Regions from separate parts of the Hordeum vulgare genome. Here region 2 is linked to region 1. Evidence: chromatin contacts called from public Hi-C data. All regions are on one chromosome and are shown on one strand. The core of a region is the stretch at or near the end of the contact, and the rest is flanking DNA. Distances in the headings are between cores, read along the strand shown.

The links. A called contact is a pair of places that touch in the nucleus more often than the background predicts.
Region 2: a Hi-C map of leaf shows a contact between it and region 1, with 4 times the contacts expected there. The contact joins the promoter of LOC123444151 here to the promoter of LOC123444148 in region 1.

Annotation. Positions count from the first base shown.
Region 1 is chr3H:441,729,289-441,736,057 of MorexV3_pseudomolecules_assembly, reverse strand. It overlaps LOC123444148 (zinc finger protein BRUTUS-like), which reads left to right and starts at 4,414. Exons shown (of 14, transcript XM_045120772.1): 1 at 4,414-4,909; 2 at 5,910-6,119. The coding sequence starts at 4,637.
Region 2 is chr3H:441,994,906-442,001,674 of MorexV3_pseudomolecules_assembly, reverse strand. It overlaps LOC123444151 (alpha/beta hydrolase domain-containing protein 17B), which reads right to left and starts at 2,681. Exons shown (of 5, transcript XM_045120779.1): 1 at 2,113-2,681; 2 at 957-993; 3 at 614-850; 4 at 492-539; 5 at 1-198. The coding sequence starts at 2,480.

The DNA of each region.
Region 1 (6,769 bases), core at 3,165-5,664:
CTTCGTGAGAGTTCTATGTGGGGGTTAGGTGTGTTTACATGGGCTTGCGTCAAAGGGAAGATCTCATACAACCCATGGAGTATGACGTCAAGTTGTGATCATCATCAATGGTTGATCAAGATCTCAGACAAAGAGTAAACCAAGATGATCAACACACAAAGCGTACAAGATGTACCGAGAGGGATCAAGTGATCCCATGGTATGGTAAGCATTGTCCATTACGTGTTTGTGTACTAACCCATGGTCTTCGTGAGAGTTCTATGTGGGGTTAGGTGTGTTTCCATGGGCTTGCGTCAAAGGGAAGATCTCATACAACCCATGGAGTATGACGTCAAGTTGTGATCGTCATCAAGATTGCGATGTGCAAGTTCAAGTGGATCAGCACGAAGATAGCATGCTTGAAGCTTTCCGTCCATTGTGGTGGCAATGGACTTGTGAAGATATGCTGAAGAGTGGCTCACCCATAGTGAGTATGGGGGAGCAATCAACTAGTCTTCATCAAGCCAACACAATCAAGAAAAGTGGTCCATCTTGAGGAAGCCAAGATCATCATCATCTAGCTCAAGAGGACGAGGTGCAAGGTATAGGTTTGCCCTTGATAGGTTTTCTGGTTAGGATAGATTGCTGTTCTATCAAGGGGGGGCTCTCAAGTGAGTAGCTTGATCGTATCGTTCGTTGAAAGCTCAAACCATTTGCATCCTTGCATCATACTTCTTGGTTCTTGTTTGGTGTTTCTCTTTGTGAGTTTTAGAGCTTATGGTCATCTTCGTGACAAGCTCGAGTTCATCGAAAACGGAGTCCATATGCATCTACTATGATGTTTTCGATGTTGGAGTTTTTGCCGGTTCTTCATTCATAGAGATATCACATCTCTATATCTTTGGCATATTCATAACCGCATGGTCTTAAGATTTCCAGTCGTTGTTTGCATAGCCCTTGTCGTCCTGAATCCAACAAGCTTGGGTTTGCTCGATTCGAAGCTCGTATGCGAAAGTTATGGCTGTTTCAGTGGCGAGCGGTAGTACCGCTGGACCTAGCGGTAGTACCGCTAGAGTTGGCGGTAGTACCGCTGGCCCTAGCGGTAGTACCGCTGGCTGGCGGTAGTACCGCCCCTGGTCAGCGGTAGTACCGCTCCAGGAGCTTAGTACCGCCTGCCTAGCGGTTGTTCGTGGACGAACCTTTTTGCGAAGACTTTCTTGGCGGTGGTAGTGCCTTTGCACTACCAGGGGCCCAGCGGTAGTACCGCTGGGGCCAGCGGTAGTACCGCTGGGGCCAGCGGTAGTACCGCTGCAGCTAGCGGTAGTACCGCTAGCTGGCGGTAGTACCGCTGGAGTGACAGCGGTGGTACCGCTGGAGTGCCAGCGGTAGTACCGCTGCAGCCAGCGGTAGTACCGCTGGAGCTCGGGCAGAGAGTGGGGGTAACGGTCTGATTCTTCCCCCCACTATATAAAGGGGGTCTTCTTCCCCCTTGCCTTATCCATCTGTTGAGCTCTTGTTCTATCTCCATTGTTGACATTCTTAGAGCTTGATTACTCTCTATCCCTCCAATGATTCTTGCTTGTTCTTGAGGGAAAAGAGAGAGGAGATCTAGATCCACATCTCCACCAATCAATTTCTCCTCTATGTGAGGGGAACCCCTTGGATCTTGATCTTGGAGTTCTTTGTGAGCTCCTTGTTCTTCCTCTCATATTTCTCCATAGCTTTTGTTGTTGTGGAGGGATTTGAGTGTGAGGGACTTGATCACTTCGTGTGTTCTTGCCATTGCATTAGTTGCATCGGTTTGAGTTCTCCACGGTGATACGTGGAAGTGAGAAGTTGAGAAGCTTACTACCTTTGGTACTTAGTACCCTTGATATTGTTCTTCGTGGATGCTTTGGCGTCCTAGAAGCTTGGTGGTGTCTCGGAGCTCAATCATTGTGGTGTGAAGCTCCGGGAAGCGTCGGGGTCTCCAATAAGGTTGTGGAGATTGCCCCGAGCAATTTGTACGGGTACCGGTAACCGCCCCCAAGGGTTGCCACGTGTACGGGTTCGGTGACCGCCCCCAAGGGTTGCCATTTGTACGGGTTCGGTGACCGCCCCCAAGGGTTGCCATTTGTACGGGTTCGGTGACCGCCCCCAAGGGTTGCCATTTGTACGGGTTCGGTGACCGCCCTCAAGGGTCCCTTAGTGGAATCACGGCATCTTGCATTGTGCGAGGGCGTGAGGAGATTACGGTGGCCTTAGTGGCATCTTGGGGAGCATTGTGCCTCCACACCGCTCTAACGGAGATTAGCATCCGCAAGGGTGTGAACTTCGGGATACATCATCGTCTCCCCGTGCCTCGGTTATCTCTTACCCGAACCCTTTACTTATGCACTTTACTTTGTGATAGACATATTGTTTATTGTAATATATCTTGCTATCACTTAGTTGTTTATCTTGCTTAGCATAAGTTGTTGGTGCACATAGGTGAGCCTAGTTGTTTGTAGGTTTTGTGCTTGACATATTAAACGTTAGTTTTATTCCGCATTTGTTCAAGCCTAAACCTTAACTATTTTAAAGCGCCTATTCACCCCCCCCTCTAGGCGACATCCACGTCCTTTTCACTTTTAAATACCACTTTTATGGATCGGCCGTCGAGGAGCTCGGTGCTTACGCAGAGGTATGAAGAAAAATCTGAGACCACATCGCCTCCATACAGAATGTATCCTCCGGTATCTAACTCGATACAAGCTAACAACCAATGTGTATGCAAACACGGAAGCTATATAGACATGGTGGAGAAGGAGGGCGAAGCTGGCAGAGAGAAGAGGGAGCGGAGGCGCCGGAGTAGGTGGAAAGGCAAGGAACACACGAGCAGGAGGAGAAAGAAAGAAACTATGAGAATAAGAAGCATTCAAGTTGGCATCAGTTTTAAATGCAAATGTTTAATCACGTGGAAAAGAGAAGAAATCAAGTTGTTTTAAATATTGCTCAAGTAATGAAGTATTCATATAAGGGCACCGTCCTTAAAGACACTATGCTTTATAGAAATAGGGTGTTGTGAGCGCCGAGGGCAACGACCACGTGGTGGGACCCACCCGGGGTGTGGGCTCCGTAGCCCGGTCCCCCAAACGATGGGCTTGTGTTGTTCAAAGTCCGGGGCGGCGTGTCAGCTTGTTGCGTGCTTGTTGTCTTCGAGATGCACCACACTGACAAGACACCCACACTGCCCCAAGATTTAGCGGTTCCGCTCGCACCCCCACATAGACAAGAAGGAACCCATGCCACCATAGCCCCACCATTGCGCCCCCATCTCCCTCCCCCTCACTTCTCTCGCGACGAGGCAATGGTCGGCGATATCAACACGTTTGGCTTGAAAGAGCAGGCAGCGCGGGAGGCGTGCCGCTGGTTGCCCCTAACCCCGTCATGGTTCGCATACAATCCACCTCTCTCCTCCTTCTCTCTCGGGTTAATTTCGAAAAAGTAGATATGAACTGCAAGCAAGATCATGGGCTTTCCCAAAATTTGTTCTTGTTGGTCACACATGGTATGGATTTGTGACAAGCTTATGAAATTTCTAGATTTTGCTGAAGGAGTTAATCTTATGTGTCCTTAAAAGAAGTCGTAGATTTCATCGGTATTTTAGCGTCCAATACAATTTTCAATGTAAAAAACATTGTGCTTGATTGTTCAAGTACAATTAGTTTGCTATGTCACATGACCCTTGTGGACTCGCAATTCATTTGAATCTAGAAGATTATTCCGTATGCTAGCCAAACAAAGTTTCCGGAGTCTTACACCTTGTGTGAATCAAAATTTTCACTGATGGAGCACTTTTGTTGTTTATTACTCTCTTCGTCCGGAAATATTTGTCCTAAAAATGTATATAATGGATGTATCTATAACTAAAATAAGTCTAGATACATTCATCTCTAGAAAATAAGTCTAGATACATTCATCTCTAGGACAAGTATTTCCGGACGAAGGGAGTATATTTTTTTACCAAAACAATACGCCTAATTTTGTTCATGCTTAATTGATGTTGTAACCCACATTATGCCTTTTCACGCGTTCATTCCCCCCAAGGACAAATGGCACAAATCCGTGAAAATAGTCCCTTTCAAGTGGGTTCATTCTATTTCAGATTTCCTAGTTCTTTCCTGCTTCAATTATAAGTTAGTTGCAATTTTAGAAAGCCTAACCAAATAAGTATTTAAAATATTCAGAACAAACAGTTGGAACTGTCTCCACAACCTAGGTTATAAAAATAATCACACAGAGGACAAATAAGGCCAAAAAAATATTATATCAGCATTTCATCCTAGAAGGCCAAAAAAAATTATACGTATCAGCATTTCATCCTAGAAGGCCTAATCAAACACCGAGAATACTAAAAAAACAATAACTACATAAAGAAGAAGAGCGTCTCCTCAACCTAGTCTTCTCCTAGGTAGAAAAATAAACCACACACAGACACAGGACAAGAAGAGGGGAAAACAAAAATAAATTCAGCACGGCGAGCGAGAGAGACCCCCCGCAGAAGCCAGCGCGACGCCAAATCCATTCCTCTTCCCTCTCCACAGGCTGAGACGAGGCCAACCGAAGCGAGCACGAACACCCTAGGCGCGCGCGCTCAGAGCCGTGGCGGAGTCGTCGGGCCCGCCGTAGGCAGCGGATGGCGACGCCCACGCCCATGGCCGGCGAGGGGACGCTCGCCGCGGTGATGCCGTTGTCGCCGCCCCCGCCGGCGGCGGCCGCGGGGTCGGCGGCCGAGGCGCCGATGCTGATATTCCTCTACTTCCACAAGGCGATCCGCGCCGAGCTCGAGGGCCTGCACGGCGCCGCCGTGCGCCTCGCCACGGAGCGCGCCGGCGACGTGGACGCGCTGGCCGAGCGCTGCCGCTTCTTCGTCAACATCTACAAGCACCACTGCGACGCCGAGGACGCGGTACGGCTGCTGCCCCTCCGCACAGCTCCGTTTTGTTTGAGGCATTTCGTTTTCCCATGTTTCCCCTCCCTGTAGCTGGTGTGAATTTGGGGGGTATGGACTATGGAGATGCGTGGGCGCGTACGAGTATCGGTGCTGTTTTGGGTTTAGGGTTGCGGAATTGTTCCCTTCGGCCTGAAGGAGCTGGGCGGGATTGGGATTGAATCCTTCGACCACTGTTAGGATCTGAATCCGGTGGACTCCATGCCATGATGTTGAATCTTCTTACGGGTAGCTTTTGATGCAGCACTGGACAGTATAAGATTGTTTGGCTGAATCAGCCCATGCTCACATGAATAATTGGTCGCACTTTTTGTCCTTCTGGCTTCTGATGTTGACATAACGAGATGATGCTCAAATCGTATAAGCCGTGATGCAAAAGCCTCCGTTCAATTGAAACCACAATGGTAACTTTGATATTGACATCATCATGTGAGGCTTTCTCTGTCTTGCTTCCATGGTGATGTTTTCTCACTTTCATTGGAGCACAACATAACTTTTACATCAATCATATATATTGGATGGAGTCGGATAGCGCTTTCTTAGTTTCAACCTGTTAGAGTCAGGGGCTAATGGAGGTCAGATTCTTCAACATTGTTTTGCTTAAATCTTGTTACCCTGCAGAATGATAATAGATCATCACTATTGTTGAGTGGCAGAGTTTCTAACTGACAAGAAATGCACCTTAATGTCCTATTTTCCTTCAATTGCTGCAAAAATAGAGGTTCTGTTTTGTAGCACAAAATCACTAGTGCTGTTGTAAACTTCTTTACCTTGACCATTTTTTCATGGGAAGAGCCGTCATAGTTGCTTGTTCAAATCTGTTTTGGTAATCTATCGTTCTAATGCTTTATTGTTTATGCTTTGCTATTTAGAAATATTGTGCAGATTAGTTGAGAGTTCTTCATACCATATTTTTTAATTAAAAACATGCTGATACTTTTTGTTTTGACAATTGCAGGTTATCTTTCCAGCACTTGATATTCGAGTCAAGAATGTCGCTGGGACTTATTCTCTAGAGCATAAAGGCGAAAATGACCTCTTTACCCAGCTTCTTGCTTTATTACAACTCGATATACAAAATGACGATGCTCTTCGGAGGGAACTTGCATCCTGCACAGGAGCCATACAAACGTGCCTCACCCAGCATATGTCCAAGGAAGAAGAGCAGGTCAGTACCATATTTCCTTTTTAAATGGCCTGTTATCATATTAATCAGTTCATATCCGTCTAGATAACGAAAACAGTATGCTGCTCAATCTCTTATGTTTGAACTATTTTTTTCTAAGGCAAGTGGATTCTATGACAATGTCACCATTGAAAAGTTGTTCTTAATGTCTGTTCGTGCTCTTATTAGGCATTTTGTTAGGGTGCTCTGTTGTTGTCATTGTGTGGAGAAGTCCTTAGCAAAAACATCTTATTACTAGGCTGTCCAACTTGCTTGCCTTTCTTAGAACATTCGAACGGTCACGATCTCCTTTGCTATGGTGCTAACTGTTATAGGACGGCAAATCAAGCTGGCAAACTTTTACTTCAAGTATTTTGAGAGGTTTTGTGATATACTTTACCGTTATTATCTTGTTGTCAATAATGATAGGTGGAAACAGAGAAGTGATGGTAGTGGGACTGATCTGGTCCTCTAGTTGCTACTCTGTCGCCATTGCCAGTTTCTGTATTCTAATTAAAGGGTCACACAGCTCTCGGTGTCATGAAGGCTTGGACTGTATTACTCTTATTCTGCATTTTTGAAAACCCAGACTGCATGTTCTGATCAGAAGTGTTTACCTTATATGTGGATCCCCATTCAAACAAACCAGTCAT
Region 2 (6,769 bases), core at 1,432-3,931, 270 kb before region 1:
TGGTAACTCTTTCAAGTCAGGTTTTGTCGATTTTTTGCCAAGGCTCGACACAAACTTCTTCAAGTGCCTGATGTAGTCAGGATACAGCTCAAGGTTGCAGTGCCCACCGCCACTTAGCCACAGAGGTGAATGTTTCACCTTGCAAAGCTCCCATAGCTGCTTTCCATGGGACCAATCAACAACGTCGTCTGACGTGCCCTGGCATAAGTATTATAATTGTTTCAGTTATGACAACTGAAGCACTAAAATTCTGATGTAAAAAACTGTGGTGATAGATGTTATATCACCCCAGCAAGTTCGACATCTGATTGTTCATTTGATTCATTTTTGTTTAACTTCCACATACTTGGCTTAGTGAGCATTTACAAATGAATCATTTATCTTTAGCTTCTCAATGTAGTGGTATTACAAGTCCAATTATCCCACAAGAGAGGCAATGCAAGAGACAGACAGTATTGAAAAAGAAGAGGGCAGGGTAAAGTAGAACTTACATGAATGACAAGAACCGGGCAATTTACCAAGCTGATCTTGTCGACATTCTACAAAGTGGATGAAAATATATCAGCCATTGATCAACCACAACTCTGGGGAGGAGGGGGTAAATCGAATTTACCTTGTAAATGTCAAACCAAAAAGATTTTTTGACTGGATATAGCACTCTCAGTCCGGATAAAATGGGACTGTGCAGAACCACAGCTCGCAAGTTTGGCAACCGTGAAGCAAGATCTATGGTTGGACCACTTCCAACAGACTGGCCATACAAAATTATATCTTCATCTGGCACACCATATTTTTCCTTGAGGCAGTTATATGCTGCTTCAATGTCTGCATATGTATTATACTCAGTGGGCTGTTCAATGGAAGAATAAATTGTCCATTAAGATATGCTTGCATAGAAGATTAGCATTGCTACGTAAGTTAAAAGATGAAGCAGCAAAGAGCAAACACAAATATACCTTCCCTGTAGACCTCCCATAACCAGCATAATCATACCTGCAACACATACATATGGGGTCTATTAAGATGGATATCAGGAGGGAAACATATTCTTGTGTAGGGTACTAACTTTGAACAAAAATCAAGCACGAGCATAAAGGGAAAACTATAATATGTCATGTGTGTGCGCGCGCGTATTTGGGGTGGGGGAGGGGGTCTTGGGATCCATAATTGATGCACATACGTCTGCGTAATTCCAATCATTAGGTACATTGGTGATCCACTAGACAGACCCACTAATTATGCCTCGAAATACAACATACCATCTCCTCATCATTCAAAAGGCTTCTTGTGTCAGATCCAAGCTACCTCCACAAAATACATTATCTTATTTCTTTGGCACACCCACAATGTCGGGTACAGTACTTCAGCTCCATTCTTACCGTATAACGGTATAACTAACAAGAGATAGCCTGGAACTATTAAACTTAAGTTACAAAATTCCTGCTGTAGCACATACAGCATGCCTACAAGGAAACCGCTCATGTATTCTGAAATCCATCCAATCCTAGAAATAAGGTCGATGTTTTCTAAACTAACGGACGGATACGGTGTGTCCCTTAACACCAAAAACAAGAACCGAAAATACGTTGAGGGTGTCGCAATTTTGGACAGCAATACAAAGATAATTTTCATGGTTGGACAGATTACATAGTGCTAAACAGTAACTGGAACCGGAAACGTGGTATCTTGCTACCAGCAAATACAGCTGAATTTCATCCGCAGTTAATACTAGCAACTAGGTTCTTTTTCCCGCAAAAAACTAAGTTGTTTTTCCTGTGCAATTCAAAAATTTGAGCCTAGATAAGAGGATCTGCAGCAGTGAAGTACTACCTAAATATAAGGTGATTCATTGAGAATTTACCCCGAACAAAATAGAGAAACCCCCTTTTTTGCAAGATTGCAGCAACCAATCAGAAATAGGCACGCCGAATCTAATAGTACTAATAATAAATGCACACCAAATATCTATTTACTACTCCAGTACGCACCTTTCCCAAACGTCTCCCGGAAGTTTCCCCCAATGGAAACCTTCTCACTAGCGAGCAACTCCGGTTTAGAAGTAGCAGCCGCAAGAATGAAGCGGAGTGATGCGGGGGGGAAGGGGCGCATTACCCGAAAATGTTGACGCGGAGGCGGCGGCTGAGCTCGACGAAGAGGCCGTACATCTGGCCGAGGTCGGCAGCGTTGCCGTGGGAGTAGAGCAGCGTGGCGGAGGCCCGCGCGTGGCGCACGTAGACGGCGACGATCTCGTTCCCGCGGCGCGTGCGGAGGCGCACCACCTCCGTGGCGTCCTCCTCCTCGGCGGCGGCGGCGGAGGAGGAGTCCCCGCCGCCGTCCCGCCTCCGGCGGCGCGCGGGGGGGCGAGAGATCTCGGGGATGAGGAGGCGGCCGGTGGCCGCGTCGGCGACGACCGTGTAGGAGGGCGGCGTGGGCGGGAAGAAGGCGAAGCGCGCGGCGATGGTGGACGTCACCCCGCCCATGACGTCGGCGGGCTCCGGGAGGCGCGGTGTGGTCAGCTACGCCGCCGCCTCGGGGCGCGCGGCGGCATGCGAGGTGGAGGAGGGTTTGGATCGGAGGGTTTGGTGGTGGTGGTGGTGGTGGGAGCAGAGAGGAGGGGGGAGGGAGGTGGGAGCTCACTCACTCGCTGGAGCGAGCTTTTTTCCTGGCGAGCGCGTTTAATCCTAGCGCTGGATTTAGCTCGGGGTTTCTTTAGATTTTAGCGGAAGGAGCGAAGCGGTTGGACTCACCCGGACCGGAATGTGGCGGATCGGCTGAGGCCGTGCCCGCCAATTCTGTGGTCGTCGTGGTAGCCTATGGTCTCTATGACTCTACGGTGGGTGGCCAACTAGTGAAACATTTCTCCCTGCTTTCTCTTTAACTGTATTTTTTTACTGGTACTAATCAAAATGGATTAGAGAACTAGGGGTGGCTGGACGAAGAGAACTAGGAGTCCAGCTACGTTGAAGGGAGAGAACATGGCAAGGCTGGTACCCTTTTTCGTTTCCCGATAAAAGAAAAGGTTTGTCTTTGGGATAGGGGGGTGTAAAGGAATGACGACTGCAACATACCAGTACATGACAAGCTGTATGGCTCCTTTTGTAAAGAACTCGTCTATCTTTCCCTCTCTCGCTGCGCTTCATCGTCAGTGCGGGGCATGTGCTCGAGCTTGGAGTGTATCCTACACTTAATTGGGACGGCTCGAGCAAATGTAAATAAACCTACGCATACACAAACTTGGCGAAATCAACAAACCATGGGCACCAGCAGTCCATAATCATCCGGGAAGTTGTCCCACACGAAGCCACCCACGCAAGGTCAAGCACATACGATGCGCCGACGGGTGAGCCCAAAGCGCGCCCAACCAGCTGCCTCCGGCAACAATCATCATCAATCTTTTCTTTCTTTTGAACCGAATCATCATCAATCGTTCTTTCTCCTGCTGCTGCGGGTTGGATAGGAATCGGTCTCTCCGTCCGTATCCCCCGTTGTTCGCTTTTGAATTGATCCATGATGATGAAGGCAGGGCAAGGAAACAGGAGATGCGGCATCATATCGCGGCGGGGCGTGATGGGCATGGGAGACCAGGTCACGAGGAGGTTGACCAACGAGTTTGGCTGGGACTCGTCACCCATCTGCCGCGCTACCTACGCCCGATTCACCCGGCAAAAACCACGTATCCAACACGGCTGCCGAGCTTCAACGAGATTTATTTAAGATTAAGAGGAGGCTAAATGAAAATTAAACCGGGTTTTTAACACATAAATTAAACCGGCTTCAGGGGGCTAATTTGGTGTATTATGTGGAACTAGATGACCTGCTGCGTATAATACTGCAGATATCGGAGGCGGTTTTCCGACAACAACAAAAACAAAGCTCTCGCAATTGACTGGGGATTCTCCCGGCAAAAATCACGTATCCAACACATCGCCCGAGCTTCAACGAGATTTATTTAAGGTTAAGAGGAGGCTAAATGAAAATTAAACTGGGGTTTTAACACATAAATTAAATCGGGTTGAGGGGGCTAATTTGGCGTATTATGTGGAACTAGATGACCTACTGCGTATATTAATGTAGACGTCGGAGGCGATTTTGCAACAACAACAAAAACATCTCTATATCATTGACATTTTTCATAACTGTATGTTCTTAAGATTTCCTCGCTGTTTGGATAACTCTTGTCGTCCTGAATCCAACAAGCTTGGTCGGTACTTTCGCTATGTAAAGAGCGGGCGTAGTTTTTTACCACCGTTCTCAGACGGTAGTACCGCAACCATGTCCGGTACTACCGTGTCGGATTTTTACACAGTCGTAGCCTGAGCATAATTTTTTACTTCCGTGTACCTCCTGTGGCAGTTGGATACTACCCTGCGGTAGTACCGTAAGGGCGTGCGGTAGTGCCGCTCCGGCGGTTCTACCGCTCGTTGCCTCGTGCAGTAGTTCCTCCCTCTGCCACTACCATGCGTGCGGTAGTACCGCACCGGGCAGCGGTAGTACCGCTCCTAGCAGTGATAGTATCGCTTTGCTCGGGTTGTAAATGAGGGTAACGGTTGGATTTTTTCCTCCACTATATAAAGAGGGTCTTCTTTCCCAATGGTTCTTATCCGTTGACTTTCCTCATTCTTGACCTTCTTCGAGCTTGCTAACTCTCAATCCCTGTAATGATTCTTGCTCCTTTTTGAGGGAAAAGAGAGAGGAGATCTAGATCCACATTTCCACCAATCACTTTCTCCACTAAGTGAGGGGAACCCCTTGAATCTTGTTCTTGGAGTTTTTGGTGTTCTTCTTTGTTCTTCCACAATCATTGTTTTATGGACGCACCTATTTGAGAGAGAGAGACCATCATCATGATTTGTTATATTACTCTATGTGATTCACTTATACCTTTTGAGCTTAGCAGTTGCTCTAGTACTTCACTTATATCTTTTTGAGCACGACGGCGTGTAGATTTTATAGAAATAATACGCTCTCGTTCTTCACTTATATTTGTTTGATATCTGGAAAAATAGTGACGGTAACTTGCATGGGTCATAAGACTAGATCAAAAATAATGAGTGTTCAATAAGTGATAATTAAAACCATCATGTAGCACATATAGAGAAATTATGGTTAATGATATTGATGTGGTGATATGAAAAGGTGTCAGTGCATAACTATTAATTCAGAGAGGTTTTGATATTAAGATATGTTAAAACTTCTTGAACATCTGAAAAATGAAAAGGGCATGATGATGATGTGGGAGCATTTCTATTCCTCGTTGAAAACCTAGTGTTGTTTCGAGTCGGAGTCACGCGATGGTTAATTCCTACCAACCCTCTCCCTCGGGGCATGCGAGTAGTACTTTGATTTGTGATAAGACTAATAAAACTTTGCAATAAGTATATGAGTTCTTTGTGACTAATGTGACACAATGGACATATGCAATCTCACCTCCTCCTACTTGCTAGCCTCTCTAGTACCGCGCATAGCCTATTCTCACCTCAAGGATTGGTGCAACTTCCGCCTGTGCATCCAAACCCCGTGACATGATACACTATGTTGAACATAATCCTTATTATATCCTCCTAAAAACAGTCACCATACCTACCTATTATGCCATTTCCATAGCCATTCTGAGATATACTGCCATGCAAATTTCATCGTCACTTCTCATGAATTGTTCGTTCATCATAGTATTGCTTTGCATGATCATATAGAGCTGGCATCGTATTTATGGCAAAGCCACCATTCATAATAGCATTTGTGGCAAGGCCACCAAAATTCATAAGCTGAATACATGTCATGCTAGATCATTGCACATCCTGGTACACTGTCAGAGGCACTCATATCGGAGTCATGTTGCTTCATTCATCATATTGAGTTATCTATGAGTTGTAATTAAATAAAAGTGTGATGATCATCATTATTAGAGCATTGTCCCTGTGAGGAAATAAATAGGGGGGAGGCCAAATGATCCCACCATAAAAAATGAATGAGAGAAAAAGAGAGAAGGGACTTTGCTACTATCCTTTACCACACTTGTGCCTCAAAATGGCACCATGTTCATCATGTAGAGAGTCTCATGTTATATCATTCATATGCCAGTGGGAATCAAAATATTTATAAAATTGGCTTGTATATTCTGATGACGGGCGTCCTCAAATTCCCAATGTCTTCATGAGCAAGCAAGTTGGATGCACACCCCACTTAGTTTCAGTGGAGCTTTAATACACTTATAGCTCCAGTGCATCATTTGCATGGCAATCCCTACTCCATGTATCAATATATATCAATGGGTATCTTCATAACCCGTTGGTATGCCTGGTTGATACGAGACTATCTTCTCCACCTTTCAACCCCTTTGAAACCTACCACCTTACTCTATTCCACCTATATGTTATATCCAATGGTTCAAGCTCATGTATTGCGTGAAGAATAAAAAGTTGATGCATATTGAAATAGTACGATCCAATTGCATGACTTGCGCACCGTGGTGCTTGACATTTGTAGTTTTGTGATGAAGATGGAGCCATGCCTTGCTAATATAATAAAGATGGAAAGGATTGAAACAATCTTTGAGGACCGTACACTTTGAAAAATTAATTGTTTTGCTCCTTATACTTATAAATATGGCTATGTTAATACTTATTAATTCATCGTTTATCAATGAGCATACGTAGATAAGAATACATCATGGATAGCATGTCACATCAAAAATTCTGTTTTTGTCATTTACCTACTCGGGGACAAGCAGGAATTAAGCTTGGGGCTTGATACGTCTCCAACGTATCTA